6 separate regions of the Mus musculus genome follow, and all the other regions are linked to region 2. Evidence: chromatin contacts called from public ChIA-PET, HiChIP or PLAC-seq and promoter capture Hi-C data. All regions are on one chromosome and are shown on one strand. Each heading gives the region's core, a stretch centred on a gene start, on an enhancer-like site or on the middle of the called end of the contact. The rest is flanking DNA. Distances are from core to core; before and after follow the strand shown. Region 1 has its middle 22 kb from the start of Gm39831. Region 2 holds the start of Ly75 (lymphocyte antigen 75). Region 3 has its middle 14 kb from the start of Dapl1. Region 4 overlaps Tanc1 (tetratricopeptide repeat, ankyrin repeat and coiled-coil containing 1). Region 5 holds the start of Tanc1 (tetratricopeptide repeat, ankyrin repeat and coiled-coil containing 1). Region 6 overlaps Tanc1 (tetratricopeptide repeat, ankyrin repeat and coiled-coil containing 1).

Region 1 (3,977 bases), core at 99-2,598, 850 kb before region 2:
TTGCTCTGTAGCTGCCCTCAAAATCCCAGAGATCCTCAGGCCTCTGCCTCCTGAGTGGATTAAAGAAAGGCACATGCCACTATGCCTAACTCATTAATATGTCTTAATAAAAATTTTAAATTATTTATTATTATTATTTTTGGTTGTGGGGGGCAGTGAACGTGGGCATGCATGTGTTATGGAGAACACGTAGAGGGAAGAGGACCTCTTCAGGAGTCGCTTCTCTCCTTCCCAGCCGTGTTCTGTGGATCCAGCTTAGCCCCTCAGGCTTGGGAGGCAGGTGGGCGCATTTACCCAATGTGTTATCATCTTTTCCTCTGTGCTGAGGACTGACTCATGCCAAGCAAGCACTCTGCCATGAAGCTATCTTTATTCCAGACCATTGACAAATTTTTCAGTTGGCCTTGCCCTAAGTCTTTTCTTTACCCAATTTTTAACTCTTAGCAACAAAGCGCCGTTAAAAGCAAGTACTGCCCTTCTTGAGCTCAGTTCCCAGTACCCATGCCTCGTGGCTCACAAGCATCTACACCCCAAGCTTATATTCCAGGGAGAAGCCTCCAGCTTCCCTCCTCATTGGCTGAGCACAGCACTTTGCCAAGATGGAGGTCTAGAAGATAGAACTCCCCTCATAGCCTCAACGGCTTGAAGCCAGTGTTCCATTAGCCCTAAAGCCAAGAACTGAACACATCAGCTTGGCACCTGGAATCAGGTCGATGCTCCAGCCACAGGTCCTTTGCCTGGATCCATGGAAGTCAGACCCAGCTTTAGCTCCTTCTAACATGCTTAGCAGCATGATCTGTGATGGAGGAAGGCATCTTTGGGGGGCAAATGCCCACATTTAATGCAACTTTAGAGTGTCCTTTTATCTACTTCCAGCTAGAATTTCATGATGTAAAATGACCCTGACTGGAAGCATCTCTGCCCACTCGTTTAACCTTTTAACTATGGCGCATGTGTGTGCTGTAGTTACACAAAAGAGCAGGTAGCTTCCCCCCACCCCACCCCACCCCGCCCCCGGACCTTGGTGGTACTCATCACAGGCCTTTCTGAGCCTTGGCCATGGCTGCAGAACATCACAAATTCTGCTGGCGTGGGGGAGGAGGCCCCCTGTGAGCGAAGGGACAGATGGATGCAGAAGATGAGGCTGAGCATCCCCACCCCCTGCCTGGCTTGTCCTGGCAAGTTCTCTCACTCATGAGACACAGCCTAGGGATTGCAACAGCCACCTACCTCCCTGGTGTCCCCACCCCCACTCTCTCCCACTGCCACTTGCCCTGTATGAGGCGTCTCCCCCTCAACACAGAATCCTTTTCCACAGGCTGCTTACGGCTCCTTGGTCGGCTTTGTGTGCGACTGGAGGCAACGCGGCTCTTCAGCCTGGCCTAGGGCCCTCCTGTAGGATACCAGACACAGTGTTCCTGGTACCCCCTCTCTAGACTCTACCTTGAGCACCCAGAATCTCAGAGTTTACTATTCTTTCCTCTTGCCTAACTCTTATTCACCCTTCAAAACCTGCTCAAGTCCTTCCCTCTAGAAAGACTTTCCCGAGTCCTTTATAGGAAGATATGTCACCTCCTCAGGAGCCCCTTCCTGGAGCGGAACATAGCGCTCATGGGAAAGGAGAAACTACCTTAACTGTGATATGGGGCCTCTTGCCTCTGGAATCTTCTGGCTTCCCTCTCAGGTGCCCTTTCCACTCTGAGGTCCCTCTCCATCCACAGAGGCCCCGCAGATCAAAGCCAAGCGTCTGCTCGAGTGTGGCAGTGTGCGGCATATGAAGTCTTTACAGCGCTGTTGTCTAATCTGAGAATGAGAGGTTGGAACCCAAGGGCGCTGCAGATTCACTGCACTTCTAATTGTCTCTAAGTGATTAAAGGAGCAATTAGAAACCTAGGTGTTCCCAAACAGTAGGAAAATCACTTCTGAGTAGAGGCCCTGTTGGAGGTTCACGTGACAACCTGTTTATCTGTGGCCGCAGCCTAGCAGCAACAGCAGCTCGCCTGTCCTTCCTGACACAACACCCCCACCACTGTGACTCAAAGCTCCCTTCAGAGTTGCCAGCTGGGCTCCTGTGGCTTTGCTGTATTAACTTTGATGCCTCCCCCGCAGCCACCGCTGCTACAACCTGTGTTGTCCAAATTGTTCGTGTCTTACCAAAACAAAAAGTCTCCTCTTTCCTCATTTTCTGGGCCACCACACTCTGGACTACCTGAAGAGCCAGCTGGGGCCTGAGCATTTTGTGTTGGTCTCTCTTGGGGATTCTTAGAGACACTGTGACTGAAATACATCACACAACTCTAGGGGGCCTCCTTCATGCTAGGGTCATTATAGACTTGAGCACACAGTAGGATTCTTTTCTTAATCCTATGAAGTTATCTATCTATTCACATATTCATTTACATATCAGAGTTTCTTGGGATGTTTCTCTCTCTCAGCTATTATGAATAATACCAGTATGGGTATGAGTGTACAAATTAAAATTGTTTTGAGACCAAGTGTTGCATGTAGCCCACACTGCCCTCAAAATTACAAACTTCCTGCCTCTGCTTCCAGAGTTTCAAAATTACAGGCATATAATCCCATGCCTAGCTTTTAAAAATTTAATAACACAGCAAAACATTTCATGATGGCTGACTCCTTTGGATCATTGTCCTGGTGCTGGTTGTACAACTTTGACTTTGCGATGAGCTCATGCTGTGTAGATAGGATCTTACTGTGTTGTCTGGGCTGCTTTGAACTCCTAATTCAAGTGATGCTTGGGCCTCAGCTTTCAAAAAAGCTGGGACCCTAGACATGTGCTACCGGCCACAGGTAACTCCTTTGGGTCCTTCAAAGAGTCTCTGAATTGTTTATTTAATCTTACTATCTTTTGTGGATTTGAGGTCACGGTCACATGGCCCTATTGTTCCCAACACTATAGCTGTAAGTTCTTTAAAAATATTTTAAATATATATTTATATATAATTTTTATACACTTATTCATAAGTGTGTGTGTGTGTGTGTGTGTTCATTGTGAAGAAGGAAGGGCATGGGTATGTGTGTGTAGGTCAAAGGATAATTTGCAAAACTCAGCTTGTTCACATGTAGGTCTTTGGGAATACAGTCAGGTCACCAGACTTGGCTACTATCCTATCAGGTCTTATTTTTGGTTTGTTTAGATTTTTTTTCCCCTAGAAGGCCTCTATAGAGTAGCCAGAATGAATCGATACAATGAGATTGTTTTCTGAAACTAATAATGACAAACTGAAGAGGAATTCACTGATGGTTTTGTATTGGATTTTGGATATGCTGGGACCTGATACGTCACACAGCTTACCGTCGTCGATGTTAACACAAAAGGTTTTACCTGTCAGAAAATGCTTAATTAGGAAGGTAAAGCTGAATATCCTTTAAAAAAAAATTCAAATAATAGACACTCAGTTTTTCTTCATCAGCGTGTCTTTGCTGGTTGAAGTTGTTACGACAAAATAGTTTAGACCAAGTGGCTTAAATCACACCCAGTCCCTCAGCATCCTAGAGACGGGCACGGTCTAGATGAACGTACCCTGGCTTGTTTCCTGCTAAGGGACTTCTTCCTGCCCTGCCATTGGGTGCCCTTTCACTCTGACATCAAGAGGCCTTTCTTGGTGTCTGCACCCCCAACCCTTCTAAAACTTTTTCTTGGTTCTTTGTGAATTTCACATCATGTCCCCCAATCGCACTCATCTCCCCCACCCCTCATAACTGCCCTCCACTCGTGCAACCTACCCCAGAGAAAAAATAGTCTCATTGTGGAAGCTGTAGTGTGTCACAGCGTGTCCCACTGTATCGGCTTTTGAATGTTCATCGCAATGAGTCTGGTACAAGTCCTCTGCCCTCTGCTACTCTATCAGTACTGGAGTCTTGTTGAGATTTCTCTTGGATATCCTGCTGTTGCCCAGTGCCGTGGAGATCCTGTAGTTTTGGATCTGTAGGACCGGTCCCTTCATGCACGCCAG
Region 2 (4,322 bases), core at 1,511-4,010:
CTGTTTTCAATGGTCTTCAGCAACCCCTGTGAAAGGGTCATTTGACCCCCCCAAACCCCATGTTGAAAAAAATGCTGCCCTAAAGGATCACATTGCTCCACGCTGTTAGATCTCCAAGGAAGCAAAAAAAGTAAGCTTGGCCTCTCCCCAGGAACAGAAAGATACATTTTCAGCATTTGGGTGGCCAGGACTGGCTTGCCCAAGCTCCCTGCATACACATGACACAGTGAATCTAGCATCCTGAATCTGATCCACAGCTACACAAGCTAATAGAATAGATAGATAGAAGCTCAAACTCCAGTTCTGGGGTAGAGAGATGACTCATTGGTAAGAGTGCTTGTCAATCAAGCTTGAGGACTTGAGTTTGAAACCCAAGCACCCACATTAAATTAAAAGAAAGAGAGGGGTTAGGGTAGGGGTATGACTCCAAATTCCTGCAACCCCACACTTGTGAGGCAACGACAGGCAGATAGATCCCAGGAGCTCCATGGCAGCTAGCCTAGACAAAATGGTGAATTTGGGATTCAGTGAGAGACCCTGTCTCAAGAGTATAAAGTGGAGAGTGATGGAGGAGGAGATAGGTCTCCTTTCTCTGGCTTACACACACACACACACACACACACACACACACACACACACACACACAGAATAAAACCCTCAAATCTCTCCTTGTGTTCACCCCAATATGAGGCTACAAGCCTGGCCTGAGGATGAGAGAAAGCCACCCAGGACAGCTGTTAGAAGTGCAGTAGAAGGGCTGGAGAGGTGGCTCAGCGGTTAAGAGCACTGATTGCTCTTCCAGAGGTGCTGAGTTCAATTCCCAGCAACAACATGGTGGCTCACAACCATCTATAATGGAATCTGATGCACTATTCTGGTGTGTGTGTGTGTGTGTGTGTGTGTGTGTGTGTGTGTCTGAAGACAGCTACAGTGCACTCATATAAATAAAAATAATTAAATTTAAAAAAATAAAAAGAAGTGCAGAAGAAGGGATGGAAATGCCTGTGGGGAACATTGGTATGGGAACACACTTAAGCCTAACATTCTCTGCTTTGGGTCCCTGAGACAGGATGGGGTCTGTGGAGACTGTGGTGCTTCAGTCAGAGTTCCCATTGCTGTGATAAACACCACAACCCAAAGCAGCTTGAGGAGGAGAGAGTTTGCTTCAATTTACAGTTTCACAGCAGACTCTGTCATCAAGAAGTTAGGGCAGAAACTCAAGGCAGGAACGGAAACAGAGGCCATAGAGGATTGCCTTGCTTCCCATGGCTTGGCCAGTCTGCTTTCTTAGACCATCCAGGCCCACCTGTCCCTGGGTGGCCTCGCCCACAGTCTGCTGGGCCCTCTACAGACTTGCCTATAGGCCAATCTGATGGAAGAATTTTCCCAATCAAGGTTCCTCTACCAGATGACAGTAGCTTGTGTCAGGTTGATGACAAACAAACAAACAAACAAACAAAAAACCAACAGGGACATTTGGATATTAAGGGAATCTTAAAATTTGTGAAGGAAGCAAAACAGGACTCCCAGATGTAGGTAGAAACCAAGAGAGAAGTGATTGGAAGTTAGCATGCTCTCTGCTGTAAACTGCTGCAGGTAGAGTTTTCTCCTCGGATTATGCAACAGACAGAATTGAGCTCTCATATCACTAAAAGATTCTACTATATTACTTCCTTTGGTTGTTCCAGTGCAGAAGGTCAAAGGACCATTGAGAAGAGTCGGTCAAGACAGGACTCATTAAAGGGTAGGTTGATGACACCTAGTCTTGCAGAGCACTCTTTCCATAACTCTGGACACCATCTACATCAGAAAGTAAGTAAGCGTAGCTCCAAAGAAAGCCAGAGGCACACTCAGAACTTCCTAAAACACATCTTGACCACCTTTTCCTTCTTCACACCGGTGAGATAGCAGAAGTAGCTGGTGAATGTTTGCAGCCTATAGGCTGCCATTTATATAGTCCAGTTAAATAAAAAGGTCCTTGGCACACCTTTCGTTGAAGCAAAAAGAGAAAGTAAAAGCAAAACTCTAACTGCTAAGTGGGATGGTGCTGCTGGCACTACGTGAGCTTTACAGAAGGCATCCTTTCCCCACTGACAGGAAGTGACCTGCACTTCTGTTAGGGGCCAGCTGAGTTGGGGAGCATTTGGAAATAATAACCAGATTAGATGAGCCTCTGCTCATGGGGACTGGGAAGGGCATCCTAATACTCCTTCCTGGCTGACTTCTGGGGACAATGGTTGAACCTGATTTCCTTTTCCTTGCGTTAAGTGGGCACAGTAAAGTCGTGATGGCTGGGAGTCCTTGTGGTGTTGGGTGAAGGCTCATCATTGTCCCGGAGGTTCCAAGACGACCAAGGGGCGACAGGGATGTAAAAGGAGGTGGTGAACCTCAGGAAAGCATGATTTCAGGGGACAGTGGAGGACCAAGGGGCAGAAAAGTCTCTGGGAAAGAGCTGTGGGCCTCTTCTAGGCAGAGGGTCCCTCCGCACCACATGGCCTTGCCCGCTGCTCTCCTAGGCCAGACCTCCCTACTTGTCTGCTCCAGAGACACAGAGAGCAAAGCGATCGCGACCCGACCCGAAGGAGGCAAATGCTCAGAGCAGCAGCGTCGAGGTCGCCCGGTTACCTGAGCTCTCAGAAGGCTCCACAAGCCCGAAGGACCGCAGCAACAGCAGGAGTAGCCCCGCCGCCAGGCCCGGGGTCACCCGGCCCGTCCGCATCTCCAGTCCCAAGCCTCTCCTGCCCGCACCGGCTTCAGCGGTGAGCCCCGCCGGCCTCACCACGCCTCTGGGGCAACCTCTGAGGCGCGCAGACCCCGCCTCCGCCGCGCTCGGCCAATCAGAGCTCCGCTTTGGGTCCCGGGCCCAGCGGAGGCTTTGCAGGAGTCCCCACCCACCCAAGGCAGACCTCTGCGAAGGCTCGGGACCTCCAGAAGGCGGGAGGAGTGCACAGGACAACCACAGGGTTTGGGAGTCCACTCCCCATCTTCTTAAGCAAATTTGGGGAAGTGCGGCTCTGTCAGTGTAGCATTTGTCCTTCCTTGTAGAGAGACAAGGCGGTGAGCTAGGGCTTCGGACCTTGGCTGGTTGGAAATGTGCACACAACCACGTGGGGTCACTATGGACCGCGGGGTGGGGGGGTGGGGGTGGGGAGTGCACACTTGGATATGCGGTGACCTCAGTTGTGCTTAACAACATCATAGTCATTTTGGAAGTATGAGTAAAGGTGGAGTAAAGGAACGTTGGGGGGTTGACCTGAAATTGTCAACCCATATTAAACGTGACAGTTATTCCAGCAATTGTACTACTTTTAAGGAGATTTAACTATTGGACCTTTGCAGAGTTCTTTTTTTCCCCCCATTAATAATCTAGTAGTAACAATCTATTTGAAATGTGGAAGTCTGCACCCAGAATCTGAAATTCAAGCCCATTTATTCTGTCCCTTGGACAACGCTACCACAAATAGGACAAGTTCCAAACTAACTAACTTGCCTAGAAGTGAAAATTTTTTGAAATATTTATTGAGTATAGGGTACTTGAGATAGCTCTCATCCCTGTTCCTCAAAGGTGGCTATTATCCTCAGGATTTGTCTAGGTCTACTTTCCAAGTTCCAACTGCCCAGGTGGTTCTAAACTCATCCTGGTACCATACTTCTCCTCCCATGCTTTGGCCTTTGTGTTTAGTGGCTACACAGAGCACTTAGCATAGTAAAGAGGCACGCCTCGATTGCCTTCTGGCCTTATGGAAGAGTTGAAGCCTACACAATAACTTGGGCAAAGTGCACAGGAGGATCAGACAGAGCATCCAGAAAGGTAACTGCTCAACCGGAACTGGAGAGATGGCCGGGGTTTGGGGATGGGGGAGTAAAACAGAGGCAAAGAATGCAAAGTGAGCTTGGAGATCCAGTGTGACTGATAGTAGGAGAGAGAGAGAGAGAGAGAGAGAGAGAGAGAGAGAGAGAGAGAGAGAGAGAGGGATGGAGGGACAGAGGGAGAGAGAGAGAGAGAGAGAGAGAGAGAGAGAGAGAGAGAGAGAGAGAAGGGAGGGGGAGGAAGCAGTTTCGCGACCTTAAGATCCAGACAGTAGAAAGCATTAGCCCAGCACCTGCCGTTTCTGCAGCTGCAAGCCCTTGCTTTGGAGCCCACCTGACTTGAAGCTCCTTGAAGATGGTGGCTGTCTTTACAAAGATACTTTTTAACTTTAGGGGAGGGGTTTGAGGCTTTCAGGAGAGTTTCAAAGAAGACAATGACCCCCAAAGAAAGCTCCATCTAAGATAAAGCAAGTCCCTCTGCCCTGTGACCCTTGCTCTTTTAACACCAGTAC
Region 3 (4,356 bases), core at 1,317-3,816, 910 kb before region 2:
GGTCACTTGAGTCCCCACCCCACACCTGCCCCATGAGTCCCATAAAGGTTCCAGGGAGCAACTCTGAAGGAGAATGCACACACAGTAGGCCTGACTCATGGCTTAGAATCCTGAGATTAGAAGACACCAACTTTCTAAAGCGATACAAATAAGCACAACCAGCTTTTGCCCCAAAGGAGGCTTTAAAAATATCACTTATTCATCCATCCATCCATCCATTCACTCATTCATTCATTTATGGTAGTAGCTGATCTTATCCCTGGTGGTGGTGGTGGGGATAGTGTGCATGTGCGGGTGCGGGTGCGTGTGCATGCGCGTGGAGATGGTTCTCTTCTTCCAGCTCTAGCTCCAGGAACTGGACTCAAACCATCTGTCTTGGTGTGTTGGTGGCAAGTCCTTTTACCCAATGAGCCATCCCACAGGCCCAGGAGATAATTCTTGTTAATATCTTGTTTCACTGCTGAGGAACAAGGTGCCTTATCTCATATGCTATTCTGCAAGCATCCTTGAGTAGACACAGAAGCTGTCCCAAGGACAATGTAAGGCCCTCAAGGAGCATTTGCTCCCAAGACGTGGGCTAGCTAAGAAGTGATTAGACCATGTTCAATTCGAAGCTCTTCAGCTGTGTAACCACATTTGCTCCCCCACCTCTTAAGTTATGCTCAGCTTTATAGCATTAAAACCAAATGAAGTCGGCGTTGCTTCTGTTGTTGTTGTTTAAGGAGGGTGCTTTTCTTTTAATTCAGACTTTGAACTCTTAGTCATATGTTTAATGTATGTTACTGTCCATATCACCTGCATTTATGGAATATAAATTTGAACGTTTGGCAGGATGCTACTACATTATAAAATAAAATGACTGAGTTAGGCTAATTGACTAAGTGAGATCTTATTTCTCTATCCTTGTTACCACCTGGGACTTTATTTCTGTTTGAGTTGAATGTTCAGTGAAATGGTAGTGTATGTATGTGTGTTTGTGTGTGCATGCACGTGTGTGTGTGTGTGCGCATGCATATATACATGCATGTGATGTCTTGAAACTGGAGTCCTATGTATGACTAAGTAAGTATTTTAATACTGGGTGATAGCCCCAGCCCTTCTGCCTTGTATTTTCATCCATGCAGAACAAACTTGGGCTGTGAATTTTAATACTAGGATAGTTTTAAAAAGATGTTCCATTATCTTTTAAAAAGTAGCTAAGATTATTGCATTGAAAACCTATTTTTCACAGATTTTCATTATTTTGCACAGTTGTGGACCACAGCATCAAATGGGCATGATTATTTAGGCAGATTTTTAAAGTCTTTTTCCCCCTGGTAATATTCAGATAAAATTTCCTTTTCCTTTTTTTGTTTAACACAAGGTGCCAGCTGGGTGCGGATATTACAGCATGTTTTTAAAAGTTTATTTTCATTTCCTTTTTGGGTGTAACTAGTTCTTTTATCTGTTGCTCTCTGAAGATCAAAAGAAAATGAGCTGAAGAAACAAGCGCACAGAGACAGAAGGTATGTATAATGAGTTTCTACTGACTGAATGGAAGTTGCCCTTAAGGATACTGTGGCCCACGAGGGTCCAGGAGTCAGGACAGAGCATGAGAACATGACAGACACAGCTGAGCCTTCGAGAGAGTTGATTAAGATGCCCTTGGATCTGAACACAGAAGCCTTATGGAGGGGCACTTATGACGGCCTCACCCGTTCTGATGTTATCAGACTCATCAGGGGTTGTGACGACTAGAAGCCAGGAACAGAGGGGTTTCCAATTCATTCAAAACATTAGTGCCAGCTGCAAACTCTCTTCTCTATTGGGTGCCTTTAGGAGCCCTCCATTTCAGTGTACAGAGGAGAAGGAACTCCGCAGGGAGCAGGTAGCCTTTGACCAGTGACAGTCTATATGTCCCACCTAAGCATATTCAAACTCAGTTTCAGACAAAGACTGCGGCCTGGGCTGGAGTCTGATTTTAACTATGCCCCAGGTTCCCTCTGACTCCAAACTGTTGCCTGAAATTTTATCAGAACTCAGGAAATCGCCATGGAAAGCTTTGCTTTAGTTACTTTATGGAGAAAGGTGAAAATATGACTTGGGTCTCAAATGCAGTTTGGCAGACAGATTCTTTCAAAACATGGACTCCGTGGGAGAGCAAACAATAGAAAAGATGATGGTTTGTTTTCTCCAAATGAGTCAGAACCTGGCACTCGAAGAGAAAAGCCAGAACTCATTTGGATCATGAAAGAGCATTTAATGAAACCTGATTTTCCCTAGGCCTTTTTTTTTCCCCCAAGAAGAACTACTCTTTTGAGACTTGAAGGCCCTTGTTTTTCTACTGCCCGACACAAACCATAGAGCTTCCCTGGCTGGAGAGCACAGACACACAAGCCTCATTGGCATTTCCAGTTTTAAACCGAATGGATGCAGGCGCTGAAGAGCTCTGGAGATGGCTGCCTTTCGGAAGCTTTCCTGCTGGCTCCGAAGCACAGGATGCTGGCATTTCCAGTGGGCTCACTGTTCTGTGTGGTTTGCCCTTGAAACCGGCTCCCCTCCCGCTTCTCATCCTGTACCCCTCCCAATTTCCACTTTATACAAAGCATTCTGAGCTGTGGCCACTTCCTTTCCCCGCCTTCTCTCCTGCCCAGCTTCTGACATTACCATCCTTTGCTTGCGGCCTCTACCCAACCTTCCCCGTAGCTCACAGGCTTAAGATCCCTCTTCTTGGCATTTCTATTTTCTTGGAATACGTTCTGACGTCAAAGAGCCCTTAAACTGATTGTTGGTCACAATCAGTTGCCACTGTGCCTTTCACTAACTGCTCGGTGACCAGCGTGGGTCACCCTCCCTTTCTGAAGTGGATTTTAGGAGTGGGTATAGCCGACGCTCCTACTATCACTTAAACCTTAGATCTTTAGACACTTCCCACTAGTGTCTATCCTGGTTCTCTCGACACTGTTGGCAACACGCATTTATTTTGTGCTGGCCGAATGCCACGTGATGTGGATACAAACCTCCTGCTCTCCTGCTCCCTAATCTTGGAAGGCAGAAATGGAAAGCTTATGTTACAGGTTAGCCGGGCTACATCCACTGAGGGGTTGCTGGAAGAGAGCTAAAAGTCTCTCTTGCCTTGACTGTTACACATTTAAGACCTGGGGCTTCTAATTTTTGCCTGTGATACCAGGTACATCAAGGTCCCCTTGTGGGGTTCTTAGTCTCTTTAATTAGAATAATTTAACGATGGATTCAAATGGAAACTCGAAGATAGTTTTATTAGTGTTTGAAACAAAAAGAACCCCCGGGGCAGGCAAGTTGTGTATCTCAGCAGCTGCCCAGAGGAGGAAAAATGGAGATGGGAAGCCAGCACAGAGGTCAGCCACATGGTGGGTAAACAGCCACAGGAAGGGAGGGAAGCCTTTAAAAAATACAAAGTACCAGAAAAGGGCACAGTGGGGCTCTGGCAGCCTCCAGGAAGGGAGGGGAGAGGGGGAGGGATGGGGGAGGGAGTGGGGGGGAGACAGGGGGAGGGGAAGGGAGGGGAGGGGGAGGAACAGGTGGAGGGGAGGGACAGGGGGAGGGGAGGGGAGGGGAGGGGAGGGGAGGGGAGGGGAGAGAAGAGTTCCTCCTCTGTGAGTGGAGAAGTCAAGCAGACCAACCCAACCCAACTCATGGCAACTCTAGGGACCTTGCTAAGAGGCAGGCATTCCTGGAAGAAAATATACAGGATTTCATTAACGGTGTGATTATTCCACATATGTCTTTATCATGGCTTAGGTGAACCTGCCTTTTGAAGCATGGAGATCAGAGAAATAGCCCAGGAAAACCATGGTTAGTCTTTTGCCTGGTATCAGACAAAAGGAAAAACAGAAACAAGTTTCTTGCCAAGCTGTGGAATTTGGGTTCAGAGGGTACCCAAAGTCCAGACTCTGGCGTCTCATGATTGCACCAGGGTGTCATGGTTAGAAATAAAAACAGCTTATAAAGAAAGGAAAGCACTCCCAGGAATGGGTGGGCTAGGGAGCTAAGGGAAGAACCCTGAAGACATTAGGACCCCAGAGCTGGACCCAGTAGGACTTTTATAGAACAGCCTTGAGGCTCTGGCTTTTCTTGAGCATGTTGCATGCATTACAAGCTCCAGTCTTCCTTTGAAAGCTAGCCCATGCAAACTGCATTTTTCCTATGAAGCCCAGGCCAAGAAAGGTTTCTGGGTCTTTCTCTGCCACCTGGATTCTTCCGTGTGTTAACTCTTTCACTACACTCCTACACTCTACACTCCTATCGTACTTCAAAGCTCGGGGAGTTGAATGAAAGGATTTTATTCTCAATCTCTACAGTCAGCTTACAATCATGATCATATGAGAAAGAAGGCAG
Region 4 (4,165 bases), core at 853-3,352, 750 kb before region 2:
GAATCCTCCTTAGAGACAAGGTGTCTTGTTAAAAAGACATCTGGTGGGGTCAGCTCTTCTGTGGCTCATCTCCACGTCTTATGTCCCTGGCTTCTGATCTAGCTTCTGGGAGAATACTCAGTAGGACCAAGGGGACTTACATAGATAGCTTCGTACCCAGGAGTTATCATTCTCTGAGGATGAACTCAGAACCCCAGTGACACCTGAATTCTGCTACACTTTCCTCCTATTAAAAGTTCTCCTATGATATTTTCCTTTCTGAATCTTTTGTTTTAAGCCCTCTTCCACCGACCGGCTTCATAGTCTGGAAGTCAGGCCAGGAGGAAGAGAGAGGTCATGTCTAGGAGGATGGAGACTGGGTACTGAGCCAGTGGAATTTATATATAGATAGTTCATCTTCCTCAGCCTCCATTGCTTCCTCCAGCCTCAGCCAGTCTCACAAGTAGAATGTTTATGCATTTTCAAAGGTACATATCCGCAAAGGTGCTGCCTTGTCATGCCGGTCGGTCGTTGATGTGGTTTGCCTAGTTAGGGTTACTACTGCTATAATGAAAGACCATGACCAAAAGCAAGTTGGCGAGGAAAGGGTTTGTTAGGCTTCTGCGGCCACATTGCAGTACATTACTGAAGGAAGTCAGGAGAGGGACATGGAGGCAGGAGATCATGTACTGGCCATGGAGGAGCGCTGCTTACTGACTTACATTGACCGTTTTCTTTCTTACAGTACTCAGGGCCACCAACCAGCCCAGGGGTATCCCCACACACATTGGGTTGGGCCCACTCCACCAATCACTAATTAAGAAAATGCCCAATAGGCTTGTCTGCTTACAGCCAGAGTCATTTTCTTCTAGAGGTGTTTTCTCAATTGAGACTCTCTCCTCTCCAATGAAAATAGCTTGTGTCAAGTTGACATACAGTTAGCCAGCACATGTTTCATATATGTCATAGCTGGATAGGACTGTGGGCTGCCTCCCTGCCTTGGAAGCTTGAATAGAACAGTACCTTTTGTACCGTGAAAAGAGGGAGGAGGCTTTCCTGTCAGTTCCAGCTTAGCAGCAGCCTCAAGGCCTGAACTGTGTGTTGTCTGCAACAATAGGGACTTATGTTCCACCCCTGGGGACAGCCAGTACAATAGCAGTAGCACCAATAGCAGTAGCCTATACTGTTTTGGGAGTCTCTTGGACAATGCTGACCAACAACTCAAAAGAGGACTTCTCATGCCTGGGGTGGAGGTTTTTGTTAGATGGTCTTTGGCTCTTGTAGCCAACAAGTAGTTTTTGAGGGCTACCATGCCCTTTTGAGGTACAGGCCTATGTCTCTGTCTGAGACAGTAGAGCATACACAGCTCCTCGGGGGACGTTCGTGACCAGGAGCTAGTGCATCTGGAGGAAGGAGGAAGAGGAGGCGGAGGAAGAGGAGGTGTTGGTTCTGGGCTGGCATCAGGGAGCAGAGGGAGGAGATGCAGCCTGGGTAGGGTTCTGCCAGGTGGGAGGGTGTGCGTTCTGGATGAAGGGAGCACAATGAACAGAGGCTGGGAGGCATGCAAACAAGTCATGCTTGGGTTGTTCAAGAGCAGACGGTGCCTGGCATTTGGTAGAGTAGGATGGAAGGAGAGAGCCAGATTGCAGAGGCATTGCATGCCAGACCAAGAAGTGTGGACTTGCTCCCGAGAGCAAGTGATAGCTGTCAAAGGCCTTTCCGCTGGGAGATGATGTAATCAGATCTGTGTTTTGGACCAAAGCCTTGGCAGCGGTGGTATGGAGGACAGGAGACTGGCGTGGGGACAGATGGGTGGCAGGGCGCTCGCTCTGTTGGGCTTTTGAAGTAGACCAGCTGAGAGATGACAGGTAGGGCAGGAAGAGAACTGAGGCTGCTGAGTACCCTTGAGTGTACACTAAAGACACAGCTCATGGCGTTTTCATGAAGGGAAACAGACCCAAGGTCACTGGGGTCTTCTTAGAACAGGCTGTCCAAGAACACTCTTAACAAACTGAGTTTTCAAGATGCAACTTGCCTTTCTCAGAAGTTCATGAACTGGGCAGCATGGAGTCCACAGAGCAGACAGGAACTCAGAGAACGGCAGGGCGGGGCAGAAGAGTCAGCAGGGATGGTGACAAGTAGGCAGACGGCAGTGCTGTGCAGAGGACAGGTTAGGGCCAGGCTGAACCCTTCATTCGTATGACCGTGTTTGTTGCGGGTGATATGGCTGTGAGTCTTATGTTACTGGAAAACTGTCCATTCGGGAATTTGAAGAAATACCTTCTCTCTTGTGATTCTTAGAAAGCTTAGACTTCAAGAGGACACGGTTTATTCTTCTTTCTTGCTTACTTTTCCTTAAACACCCTGTTAAGAAATCCTGCCCTGTGACAGGGTCTCACTGAAGTTGGAGCCTGTGGATTTGGCTAGGCTGGAGGCCAGTAAGCTTCTGTGAGCCATCTCTGTCTCCCCCAGGCCTTAACTGACTGACTGAGCCATCTCCCAGCCTTGATTTCAGGAACTTTTGATAGCTTATTAAACCATATGGTGTTGATCTTTGGTTTAAAAAAAAAATCACCTAGGAAAATGATTTATTTTTAGTATCTCGTGTGCATTTATATGGAATTTTGCCAAGGTTGCTCTTTTTAAAAGTCATTTGGATTAGCATTCAAAAGTGGCAAGCCCTGGAAATTAGTCTTTGCCTTGGCTTTTCAATGGACTTCCAGAAAGAGATTTCTAGGAAATTAGCTTCCTGGTTTTCTTGCTTACACAAAAGAGGTTGAGGGCCGGATGTTGGTGGCACAGGCCTTGAATTCTAGCCCTTGGGAGACAGAGAAGTAAGTGGATCTGTGTGTTTGAGGCCATCCTGGTCTACATAGTACATTTTAGGCCTGCTAGGGCTACACTGTGAGTCCACGTCTTAGAAAAAAAAGTCAGAGGAGTTTCGGAATCTTGGTGAGTAGAGAGAATGAATGAGGAATGTTAGATATTCTGGGGTTGTTAAATTGCCCAGGAATGGCCTAGGTTGTTCCTGATTAAACTCAGAGTCTGGGTGTGAAGCTCAATGGGAGACTGGAGAGTGCTTGTCTCCCATGATAAAAAGGCCCTGGATTTGGTTCCCTATCACAAGTCACCGGTTTCAGTCTCCTCCACATCCCCCAAAGTAACAGAAAGTACCTGTTTGAAATCTGAGTGTTAAAGTCAAGCCACCACTTAGTATATGTTGGCGTGTGTCTAGTGCCATCCAGTCCCTGCCCTCTTTGTCATGTGCAGCTCTGCCAAGTTGAGGTTTTGAAGCCAGGCGACTGTGGTAAGGCTCCAACCCAGTGCCCTGGTCCCAGTGACCTGAGTGGGTTGCACAGCTGCCTGGAGCATGCTCTCTGGGGACCTGGGGTGTGGCTACTTCTGAAGGTTGTTTCCGGAATGGAGTGTGGTGAAGTCCTAGACTTCAGGTTAATGGTGGGAGGTGGCTGAGCTTGAATATCTGCCCTGGGACACTGGGGGCCTGTTACTATGCCTGCAGTGGGTATCGTGCTGACTGTGTGCTGCTTTTCCTTGTCTGCCTCCTGGGACTCTCCAGAGTTGGGAGGAAATCTCTGAGTTGGGTGTGGCTCTGGCTGCATGGAATAGAAGGTGGGTTTGGATTTTTTTGGTTTTTGTCTTTTGTCAGAGTCTGGCTGCTCACAGTAGTTTTTGCTTCTTTGGTTCTCGTAGCCAGCAAGCTTTGCGTTAATTCTCGCAGATCAGATTAGTTTCTTGTTCATGATTCTTGTGTTGGGGAGAGAGATGAGCCTTCTCTGCCCACTTTGGGTAAATGCCATTACTACTTTGTGTCTCCTTGACTGGACTTCTCAGCTCCTAGCTCCTTGACCCTCACCTCCACCCCTGTGATACTCATTTTGTGTTCTTAGCCCTATCTGTTTCTGTCACGGGCTCCCCAGTGATTATTTGCAGGGATTGCTCTGTCTCTGCAGAAGGGATCAACTTGTAACTCCCTATGGGTTTTGGTTCAAAGGTCCGTGGTGGTGAGGAGTGAGGGCCTAGAGATGCTGTGCAGTTAGGCTGTGGGGAGACAGATTTGGGACATGGGGAAAGCTAACAGGTAGGATTAAGCTGGGCTACCGTGGCTGCTTAAGATGGTGTGCCCTTTGGATTTTCCGTAGCCCTCCCCAAAGCCCTTACTTGGGGA
Region 5 (3,796 bases), core at 1,234-3,733, 770 kb before region 2:
TTTGGACCTGTGTTCAGCTAATACCTTACATATTAAATTGCTTAGAAAAGTCTCCGGTTGTCCTTACACAACAGACCTTCATGAGCCCCCCCCCCCCCACTCAAGTTTTTTTTTCTTACTCTGTTTATGTTTGGCCTTGGCTTTTTAAACATGTATCATTTTCACCCACAGCTTAAGACACCTTTGATGTTGGTGGTACTACATACTGTATATAATAGTAGCCATTTAAAGCCAGAGATCTGATTGTGCTTAATGACATGTAGTTGGGATTATATAAATACTACAGGAAGGAGGGGAAACAGGGTCCTCCTGTGTACACACTTTAGACTGCTAGCTCTCTGCCTGTGTAGAATGGTAAGGGTCCCCAAACAGGCGGGGATGAAATTACTTCAGTGTCCTTGACTTCTGAAACTATAAAACCAAATCCTTTCAACCCAAACTAAAGATGATGCAAGAAATTAGCATACCTATTTTCTGTGCTTTTTCTACTTGTTACTTCAGGCAAGTTTGAGGGAAGAGAGAGAGAGGAAGAAGCCTAATTGCCCTCAAAGCTCAGTTTAAGCAATTTTATTAAAGTTTGGAAAGATAACTAAGGATAGTCCAAGAAGAATCTACAGATTCACGAATTTCATCCACTATCTACCCATTTAAACCACTACAAACAGGGGCTGGTGAGATGGCTCAGTGGGTAAGAGCACCCGACTGCTTGACTGCTCTTCCAAAGGTCCGGAGTTCAAATCCCAGCAACCACATGGTGCCTCACAACCATCCATAACGAGGATGACAGCTACAGTGTACTTACATATAATGAATAAATAAATCTTAAAAAAAAAAAGAAAGAAAGAAACCACTACAAACAAGCCAGGACCTGGACCTGCTTGAGTCTTTAGGAGTTTCTCTTACATCTTATAGTATTTCAGACTGGACGGCTGGGTTTTTGTCTTTTGTTTGGGTCATTGTCTTATCCATGTAGTCTGACTTTGTCATCCGTGGTTGAAAGACTGGTCAGTTTTACACACTGTTTTTCAAGAGAAGTTAATCAAACACCAACCTGGTTTTTAACAACCAGCATTGGAGGTGGAGGGGGTGTCTGTGACCTTCCTGGCTTACCAGGAGTCCTTACTTGCTTTGAATATTCATGTCATGATTTGCTTGAGTAAAGGCTGGGATATGTTCGCTGCATACTTATAAATATAGTGATAATCAGGTCTTTGACTATACGAGTGAAAAATACCCAACACATTCGAACCATCTTTTATTTATTATGGAGAGATAGATTGAGCAGCCTTTTGCTTCCTGTCACTTTTCACAGGAACTTTAAATGCAAACACCATTCTTGCAGCTATCTTTATATTGGGAAGCTCTATGTGAGGTTGAAGTTTTTATAGGGAAAGTTGTTTAAAACACAGTTGTCTTTAAAGGCAGGTTTGCCACAGCAAAGGTTAGGGGTTGGCAATAAACCCATTTATAGCAACTTCTGTATTCTTCACTCTCCTTACACGGATGGGCGGCCTGTGTGCAATTCCTGTTGGAATTTCTAGTTGATCCTTCTGCAAAGAAAGGGGGCCCAAAGGGCTTTTGGGAATAGAGAGGGCTGAGCCTTCTACATATAAATTGGCTGCCTGGATTCCTGGGAGGTTGTGGAGGACCCAGGTCTCCCAGTTCCCTAGGCCATTTTCAAACTTCTGTTCTATTGGGAATAACAAAACATTTTGGGAACTAGGGAGTTTAATTTACTGCCACCAGCCTACTTAATAATAGCATCTTTGTCTGTTCTTCCTCCAGGACTCCTCCTCCTGACAAGGAAGCTAGCCGCTGGCCAGTGTACTTAGCCCAGACAGTACTGCTAGCCACAGAGTTCGAGGAGGGAGGACTGCCCCTGACTCTGGGCAGTCACTGATCCCCGGAACAACCCCAACTTAACTTTCCAGAAAGAAAAAGGTGCAATGGGCGAGATGCACTTTCCATCTTTCTCAGCTCATTTTGGAACAAGAAAGTGTATTTGTTTGTGTTTAGTTAAGCGAGGGGAAGAAAAGCCAACAAAGCCACCCTAAGGCATCCGCGGAAACTTCAGCTTGGCTAATTGCTCCCATATGTCCTCCTCGGATGCTTTCAGAGAGCAGCGCAGACCGAAGGCCGAGCCACTTTACTGATTCTAAAACGGCTAAAAAAAGGAGGAGAGGGCTAATCACACTTCTGATCCTGTCCCACTGGGGTCCAGGCGAGGCCCCAGGGGAGCAACCTTCTCCCGGAAAGCTTAGCTTCCCGCAGAGGACATGCTGGGTGAGGAGGGGGCGAAGGCGCCGGGAGGAAAGTTGGCGTGCGGCGCCCCAGCGGGTCCCAGAGCCGGGGCAGCTCCGGTCGGGAGGGGCGCGGGAGGCACAGCCCCGGCGGGCGCGCACAGGGAAGGTGCCTTCCGGAACACGCGCAAGGGCGGGGACTCGCGCTGCCAATGAGGTCCCGGTGTGGGCCGAGCGAGGCGCGGGGACGGGCCGGAGCGCTGCCTCCGCGGTGGCAGCTGCGGGAGCCCGGCTCGGGAGCCGCAGGAGCCGCAGCCGCCAAGCGCCCAGCCCTCTGCGCCCTGAGGCTCGGCCCCCGGGGTGGGAACCGCGCCGAAAGCTGGAAACTTTCCTGGCAGGTAACTCTCGCTGCCGGGGCGCCGCTGCCGGCCCCCGGGAGTCCGCAGCGGGCGGGGAAGGAAGGGTCCCGGAGAGCAGCCTGGGAAACGAGAGCCAGGCTGGTGGGAAAGTTTCGGGACGCCCCCTCCTCCGCCGGGCCCAGCGGGAGCTTTCCCGGAATAGGCGCAGGCACGCCGGAGCTCCCGGCCTGGGGCTAGGCGCTGCCGGGGAGTCGGTGCAGGCCGTTTCCTGCGCTCCCGGAGGAACGGGTTGCAGCAGAGCCGGGCTAGGGGGACATTGGGATCACGCGGCGCTCAGGACTTTCCCAGCCGGCCCTTGCCCGCCTCTTCGGTCCCTTGGCTAGACAGGGCCTGGGCTGCGCCGGGCACCTGGGTGGGGGGAGTAGGGGGACGTGCAGGCGGGGCGCCTGGCACCGCGGGGTCTTGAGTGTCGCCGCGCGCGGGTCGCCAAGTTCCCGGGAGAACTTCAGCGGGGGTGGGGGTGGGGTGGGGAATCGTATCGCCCACCGTGAGCTGAAAGTGTGTGATTCGCTCCTGCAGGCTGCGGCTCGCAGATGCAAGCCAATTTCTTTCCCTGGTGGTGTTGGTGATAGGGTGATGATTTGGGATTAGACCTTGAGGATTTTTTTTTTTTCTCTTCCTTTTAGTAGTGCCAGCTAAATGAAGGGTCGTGTCAAGTTTGCGAGTCCCCTTGTCCTTGGGCGACGAGTAGTTACTTTGGAGGCATTATGGGGATTCAGGTTCTTCCTGGAGGACTTTTGGGTGTGTGTGTGTGTGTGGGGGGGGGCCCTTGGGTTCGGCGCGGCCGCTTTCCGGAACGGCTGGCGGGGAAGGAAGCCCTGGGCATTGTGTAGCGTGTTTTCAGTCAGCAAGATCTCTGGACTGGAGTTCCCAAAACTTACTTGACTTATTGTGTAAAGGCTCCCGGAGGAAATGCGGCCATGGCCAGGTAGAAGAAACGCGGTGCCGCGGCCGAGGGAGGAGGACGCCGAGCTGTGACAGTCTTCTTCAGGCTGCCTCGGCTCCGGCTTGGCAGCCCCAGATTCTTGTGCCTGGAGTAGTGGGACCGGTCTGAGTAATACAGCTTCCTGCAGAGTGAACTCAGGGTGGTGAGGAGAGCACCTTCATCTTGAACTTGACCCCCGGAGTAGCGTCCTG
Region 6 (4,179 bases), core at 35-2,534, 550 kb before region 2:
TCAGGGCAGCATCCCTGGTTCTCACCCTCAGGGCAGCATCCCTGGTTCTCACCCTCGGGGCAGCATCCCTGGTTCTCACCCTCAGGGCAGCATCCCTGGTTCTCACCCTCGGGGCAGCATCCCTGGTTCTTACCCTCGGGGCAGCATCCCTGGTTCTCATCCGCAAGCCCTGGACCACTGCAGGGGCCCACCCTGTGTGTGCTTGAGTGACAGCTCTGTTAGAACACTTCATAAACAGCCTTGTCTGTGATGAGATGACTGTGTTCCCAGCAAGCTGACAGTTGAGAGTTGTTTCTTTTTTTAAAATCAAATCTTTGCCCGGAGAACTTCAATATGTAAAGGATTCTGCCAAATGATCCATTTTATGGTGCCAAGGAGTGTTTCTCCGTGATGTTTTCAGTGAGCTCGGATGGCTAAGTGTCAGTTAGGTTTTTCCTAAAATGAACATCTGCCGGGACGAATCTGCTCGTGCTCAGAAGACAGCGCTGCCAAGGTGAAATCACTCAGGATTGTCAGGATAGGGAGGGGATGTGCTTGCTTTTGGTTTTTTTTTTTTGTTTTTTTTGTTTTTTTTTTAATTCAATCACACAGATGATATCTTGTTAAGCGATTGCCAAGTAAAAGCACTTGTGCCTGGCTTCAGTGCCTCGTGTTCACAGGGACTGGGGCCTTTCCTTTCACGTGTCCTTGTGTTTTATTGGCCAAACACAAAGCAGCAATGTCCTCTTTCCCACCCTGGTCCTGCCTTTCACACCCCACCCCTGCCCCCACTCCTTTTTTGTCTGATGAAGCCAAGTTCACTGACCCTCATTAGAGCTGGGGCCAAGGTTGGCTTTCTCAGCAGGATGGTTGGAATTCCTGAGCATAGCTTGTTTTGAGTTTGTTTGTTGTAGCCCTCCATGCTTCCGAATATGGGAATGTGGTATCCTGAAATCCTCACCTCTGTGGAAACTTGAGATGCATCCTCGCCTGGGGAGTTTGGTGATGGAGCTAAAAATACTCACTCTGGGTAGAAGAGGAAGCCAGTGCTCCAGTGTCTGTCATCAGCAGTGTCTCCTTAGGAATTCCTGTATAGAACCTGATCTGGTTTGAGGCTGAGCAGAGTGGACCTGCGCTGACAGGTTCTTAATCGCCCCCCCCCCCCCCACAGCAGGTCTGCACTAACAAGCACACAGCAAATCAAATCTGGCTGTGGAGAAAGAAGAAGGTGGGAATCTGACCCCGTCGCCAGGCCTGGCAGGGCGGGCACGCTTGTCAGCTTGTCAGCTGCTCCAACGTCCGGCTTCTCTGCTGGCTGGTGAAACACACGAATCCTATTTTTAGCGCAGGGCTGTCTGATGTGTTACTGTCAAGACTTCAGCAGCAGCTGCAGCAGAGATTCCAGATTCCGACTTAAAGGCACCCCGTTTCTCAGTGGTGAAGCCCCTTCACTAAATGAGAGGGGGGAGTGTTGAGTAGGTGGACCATCCAGTCTCAAATGCAAGACCGGACTTGTCTCTTTCCGGGGACTCCTAGGTCTCGGTGTGCAGACACATGTGTGCACCCCTGATTTCTTTCTCCTCCTGCTTGGGTCCAGCCATGGAAAGAGGAGGAGAGTCCCTGAGTGGAGGAGAGTTCCAGAGCAGCAGCTGGCACCCAGGTCTTTTATGGCCCACTTGAGGGCTCCTGCAAGATCAGTTGAGATAACGTATATTATAGGAGAAGAAAACAAAACAATTTTTATATCCTTCAGAACCCCTAGGGGAGGGACAGACTTTTGTAATGAAAGGCACGTCAGCTGGAGCCATGCACACCAGTGTTGCTCTCCTTGAGGCAGAGGTGCACATGACAGAGAAATGAGCATGGCTCACAGGGACTGCACAGGCCCAAGCTTCGGACTCAGCCTCTGCATAGGCTGTGAGACAGAGACAGGTAACATGGGCGAGGCCACACGTGTGAGGTTCTCCAGTGAATCCATACCTGATCCTCCCTAAACAGAGGAGATGTCTATCAAGGGAGGGTTCCCACAGGGACATCAGCTTCCCACATAAAGCGGAGCAGCTCGTCCATACTCAGCGCTTCTTAGGACATCTGAGCATCTCAGTATAGCTTCTCTTTCTGCCAGAGGCAGGTGTGGGTGCCGTATACTTGTGCTAGAGCCTGTAGTTCCTGCCTGGCTTCTTACAGGGACTGAGGCTAGCTCTACCACTTCCTTGGAGAGCGGAAAGGGTCCAGTGCTACTTCCTGGAGCAGCGTTCTACCACTGATGCCGAAACAGTGCCCTTAGGGTGTGCTGTGCTTTGTTTGTGGAACACGTTGACAGCCAGCAGATGTCAGCCTATGCGTCCTCATGGTCAGGCCTGAAAAGGCTGGTGTCAGCTTTCAATCTGCTGCCTCCTCCGGTCCCCTGACTTGCTCCTTCTGTGCTGTCCGCTGCAAAATCAAGAGACTTGAGGTCAGTTAGAACAGAGTCCCTTGAACACGTTTTCCTGGAGAGGTGTGCTGACCTACTTCCTGAGAGAGAAGAAGGTGTTGTCACTGAGTGAGGAGGAACTCACACTGAGCGAGAGTGGTCTGGTGGGACCAGGCCAGCAGAATGCCCCTCACCTCCCCAGCGAGAGGGGAAGCTACTGAAAGATGGACAGTGCCGACTGTAGGGTCCACATTCATGCTCAGGGGCTTGGGACCAGAAATACCATGAGAACCGGCTTGTCTTTCTGGAAAGAGGGGCTGCCTGTTCCTGCTGTCTTCCTGGGCTTTAGATGCTAGGCCCCCGAGATGAGTCTTCCTGGTAATCTGCTCCGTCCCACGGCTCCTGCCTTGCTCCTTACTCCCTGCACAAGGCTGGGATGGGACTCGGGTGATATTAGCACTCTCAGAACCAGCTGTCTGGTCTGCAGTGTCTGTGTCTCTGTCTTCTGTCTGCCTGTCTGTCGTTAGTCCATCTGTCTGTGTCATGGTTAACCTCAGTCACCAGGGCCATGTATAAGGGAAGCTGGAGTAGTTATGGGCAGAGGTTTAGGAGCCAACCCTGGTGGCATAGTATTTATAGAAGGCCCCAGGAGGAGCAGGCATCAGGCAGCTGTGTGGGAGGGGCCTGGAGAGACAGGTCCACGCATGCAAGTGTATGGGAAGCAGCCTCCTTGATCACAGGTGTCCGAGGTTCTCGTCACCATATCCCTAGCTCTGATGAGGAGGCAGATCTTGGGTCCCACTCTCTCCAAAAGGAGCGTTCAAGGTCCCTTCTCCAGACTGCTCTTGCAGTGTGGGCTTTTACTCACTGAGTCAAGCATGTAAGATGGGTCTGTTGTGTTGTCAAGTTGTGTTTAGGTGTGGGGCATGTATTTTCATAGATGTGTGAATTTCCCACCCTATGATAACATTGTTCGCTGGCGTCTCCCACTACTGACAGCAGTGTGGGTAGTGTCCGGCTTGAGGCCTCGTGAGGAACACTGCCACACAAGTGTGCATTCACCCGATCTGACTCCCAACTGCTGTCTCCTGCCGTCATTCCCACCAGTGAGGAGTGGGTGACCCCTCGTGCATCTCTCAGTTGCATCGGCTGCTGAGGAGGCCGGGCACTTTCATATGATCACGGGCACCGCCTTGCTTTTGTGAAGGGTTTGTTTCTGCTGTTTCCCATTTGTAGCTGAGAAGTCCACCTCTTCCCCAACCGCCCCACCCCCCGATCGTGGGGATACTGCTGTCTTCTGGAAGCTGGAAATTAAGGATATATTTAAAAACAGTCTTCCAAGGAGGCACGGGAATGGCACCACAGGCTTAAGCTGCTTCCTCCTCCTGGCAGCAGGTCACTCCCTTCTAGGGAGCATCTATCCTGTGCGGCTCAGAGCCATGCTGCCCTACAGGGCTTGACATTAGTGTACTGCCGCTGTGCTCAATGGATCCCAGCGATCACAGAACCCACCCTGATTAAAAGGGCAAGGGTTGTCACTGGCACCTGCTATTGTCTTTTCTTGGACACGTGACAAGGCAAAAGCCAGGATGGAGGTGAGGGGAGGGGAGGCACTGACAGTCACGTGAGCACTCTTTCCCGCTGGAGCTGCACTCCACACCACACCCAAGAGGCATCCACCCCGCACCTTATTTTTTTCTCTTATGATATGGGATTTTAACTTGTTAAAAGAGGTTTTATGGGCTAGAGAGATGACTCAGTGGTTAAGAGCACTGACTGCTCTTCCA

The links. Promoter capture Hi-C pulls out the DNA fragments that hold promoters and counts their contacts. ChIA-PET counts read pairs in DNA pulled down with a chosen protein or histone mark. HiChIP or PLAC-seq counts read pairs in DNA pulled down with a chosen protein or histone mark.
Region 1: a contact with region 2 is called in a promoter capture Hi-C map of embryonic stem cells, with 4 times the contacts expected there. The contact joins the enhancer-like site here to the promoter of Ly75 in region 2. A contact is called at or near these places in 10 of 39 promoter capture datasets (the 3T3-L1 cell line, 3T3-L1-derived adipocytes, the C10 cell line and 5 more), 1 of 484 Hi-C or Micro-C datasets (bone marrow-derived macrophages), 4 of 115 datasets of contacts at active chromatin or transcription factors (embryonic basal ganglia and embryonic stem cells) and 2 of 9 other capture datasets (embryonic stem cells and liver).
Region 3: a contact with region 2 is called in an RNA polymerase II ChIA-PET map of memory CD8 T cells, with 9 read pairs. The contact joins the enhancer-like site here to the promoter of Ly75 in region 2. A contact is called at or near these places in 6 of 39 promoter capture datasets (the C10 cell line, embryonic stem cells, hippocampal neurons and 2 more), 1 of 115 datasets of contacts at active chromatin or transcription factors (memory CD8 T cells) and 2 of 9 other capture datasets (embryonic stem cells and liver).
Region 4: a contact with region 2 is called in an RNA polymerase II ChIA-PET map of memory CD8 T cells, with 17 read pairs. The contact joins the enhancer-like site here to the promoter of Ly75 in region 2. A contact is called at or near these places in 2 of 39 promoter capture datasets (liver and pre-B cells), 1 of 115 datasets of contacts at active chromatin or transcription factors (memory CD8 T cells) and 1 of 9 other capture datasets (adipose tissue).
Region 5: a contact with region 2 is called in an H3K4me3 HiChIP or PLAC-seq map of craniofacial prominence, with 6 times the contacts expected there. The contact joins the promoter of Tanc1 here to the promoter of Ly75 in region 2. A contact is called at or near these places in 2 of 39 promoter capture datasets (liver and pre-B cells), 4 of 115 datasets of contacts at active chromatin or transcription factors (craniofacial prominence, large pre-B cells, memory CD8 T cells and 1 more) and 2 of 9 other capture datasets (embryonic stem cells and liver).
Region 6: an H3K27ac HiChIP or PLAC-seq map of microglia shows a contact between it and region 2, with 4 times the contacts expected there. The contact joins the enhancer-like site here to the promoter of Ly75 in region 2. A contact is called at or near these places in 3 of 39 promoter capture datasets (the C10 cell line, the HPC-7 cell line and pre-B cells), 2 of 115 datasets of contacts at active chromatin or transcription factors (embryonic stem cells and microglia) and 1 of 9 other capture datasets (macrophages).

What each region holds. Positions count from the first base shown.
Region 1 is chr2:59,532,528-59,536,504 of GRCm38.p6, forward strand. No RefSeq gene overlaps it. Among named protein-coding and RNA genes, the nearest start is that of Gm39831, 22 kb to the left of the region's middle. Within about 2 kb of position 1,349, at least 31 of the 459 cell types and tissues checked have an H3K27ac peak or open chromatin away from gene starts, as enhancers often do. A contact at or near this core is called in embryonic stem cells, where this site is marked.
Region 2 is chr2:60,380,513-60,384,834 of GRCm38.p6, forward strand. Ly75 (lymphocyte antigen 75) reads right to left here and starts at 2,761. Exons shown (of 35, transcript NM_013825.4): 1 at 2,626-2,761. The coding sequence starts at 2,719.
Region 3 is chr2:59,468,380-59,472,735 of GRCm38.p6, forward strand. No RefSeq gene overlaps it. Among named protein-coding and RNA genes, the nearest start is that of Dapl1, 14 kb to the right of the region's middle. Within about 2 kb of position 2,567, at least 76 of the 459 cell types and tissues checked have an H3K27ac peak or open chromatin away from gene starts, as enhancers often do. A contact at or near this core is called in embryonic stem cells, hippocampal neurons and memory CD8 T cells, where this site is marked.
Region 4 is chr2:59,626,654-59,630,818 of GRCm38.p6, forward strand. The region is part of intron 1 of Tanc1 (tetratricopeptide repeat, ankyrin repeat and coiled-coil containing 1); the gene reads left to right. Among named protein-coding and RNA genes, the nearest start is that of Tanc1, 17 kb to the left of the region's middle. Within about 2 kb of position 2,103, at least 108 of the 459 cell types and tissues checked have an H3K27ac peak or open chromatin away from gene starts, as enhancers often do. A contact at or near this core is called in adipose tissue, liver and memory CD8 T cells, where this site is marked.
Region 5 is chr2:59,609,559-59,613,354 of GRCm38.p6, forward strand. Tanc1 (tetratricopeptide repeat, ankyrin repeat and coiled-coil containing 1) reads left to right here and starts at 2,484. Exons shown (of 27, transcript NM_198294.3): 1 at 2,484-2,638.
Region 6 is chr2:59,828,072-59,832,250 of GRCm38.p6, forward strand. All of the region lies in intron 19 of Tanc1 (tetratricopeptide repeat, ankyrin repeat and coiled-coil containing 1), which reads left to right. Among named protein-coding and RNA genes, the nearest start is that of Wdsub1, 52 kb to the right of the region's middle. RefSeq lists an enhancer at 702-1,290. Within about 2 kb of position 1,285, at least 140 of the 459 cell types and tissues checked have an H3K27ac peak or open chromatin away from gene starts, as enhancers often do. A contact at or near this core is called in microglia, where this site is marked.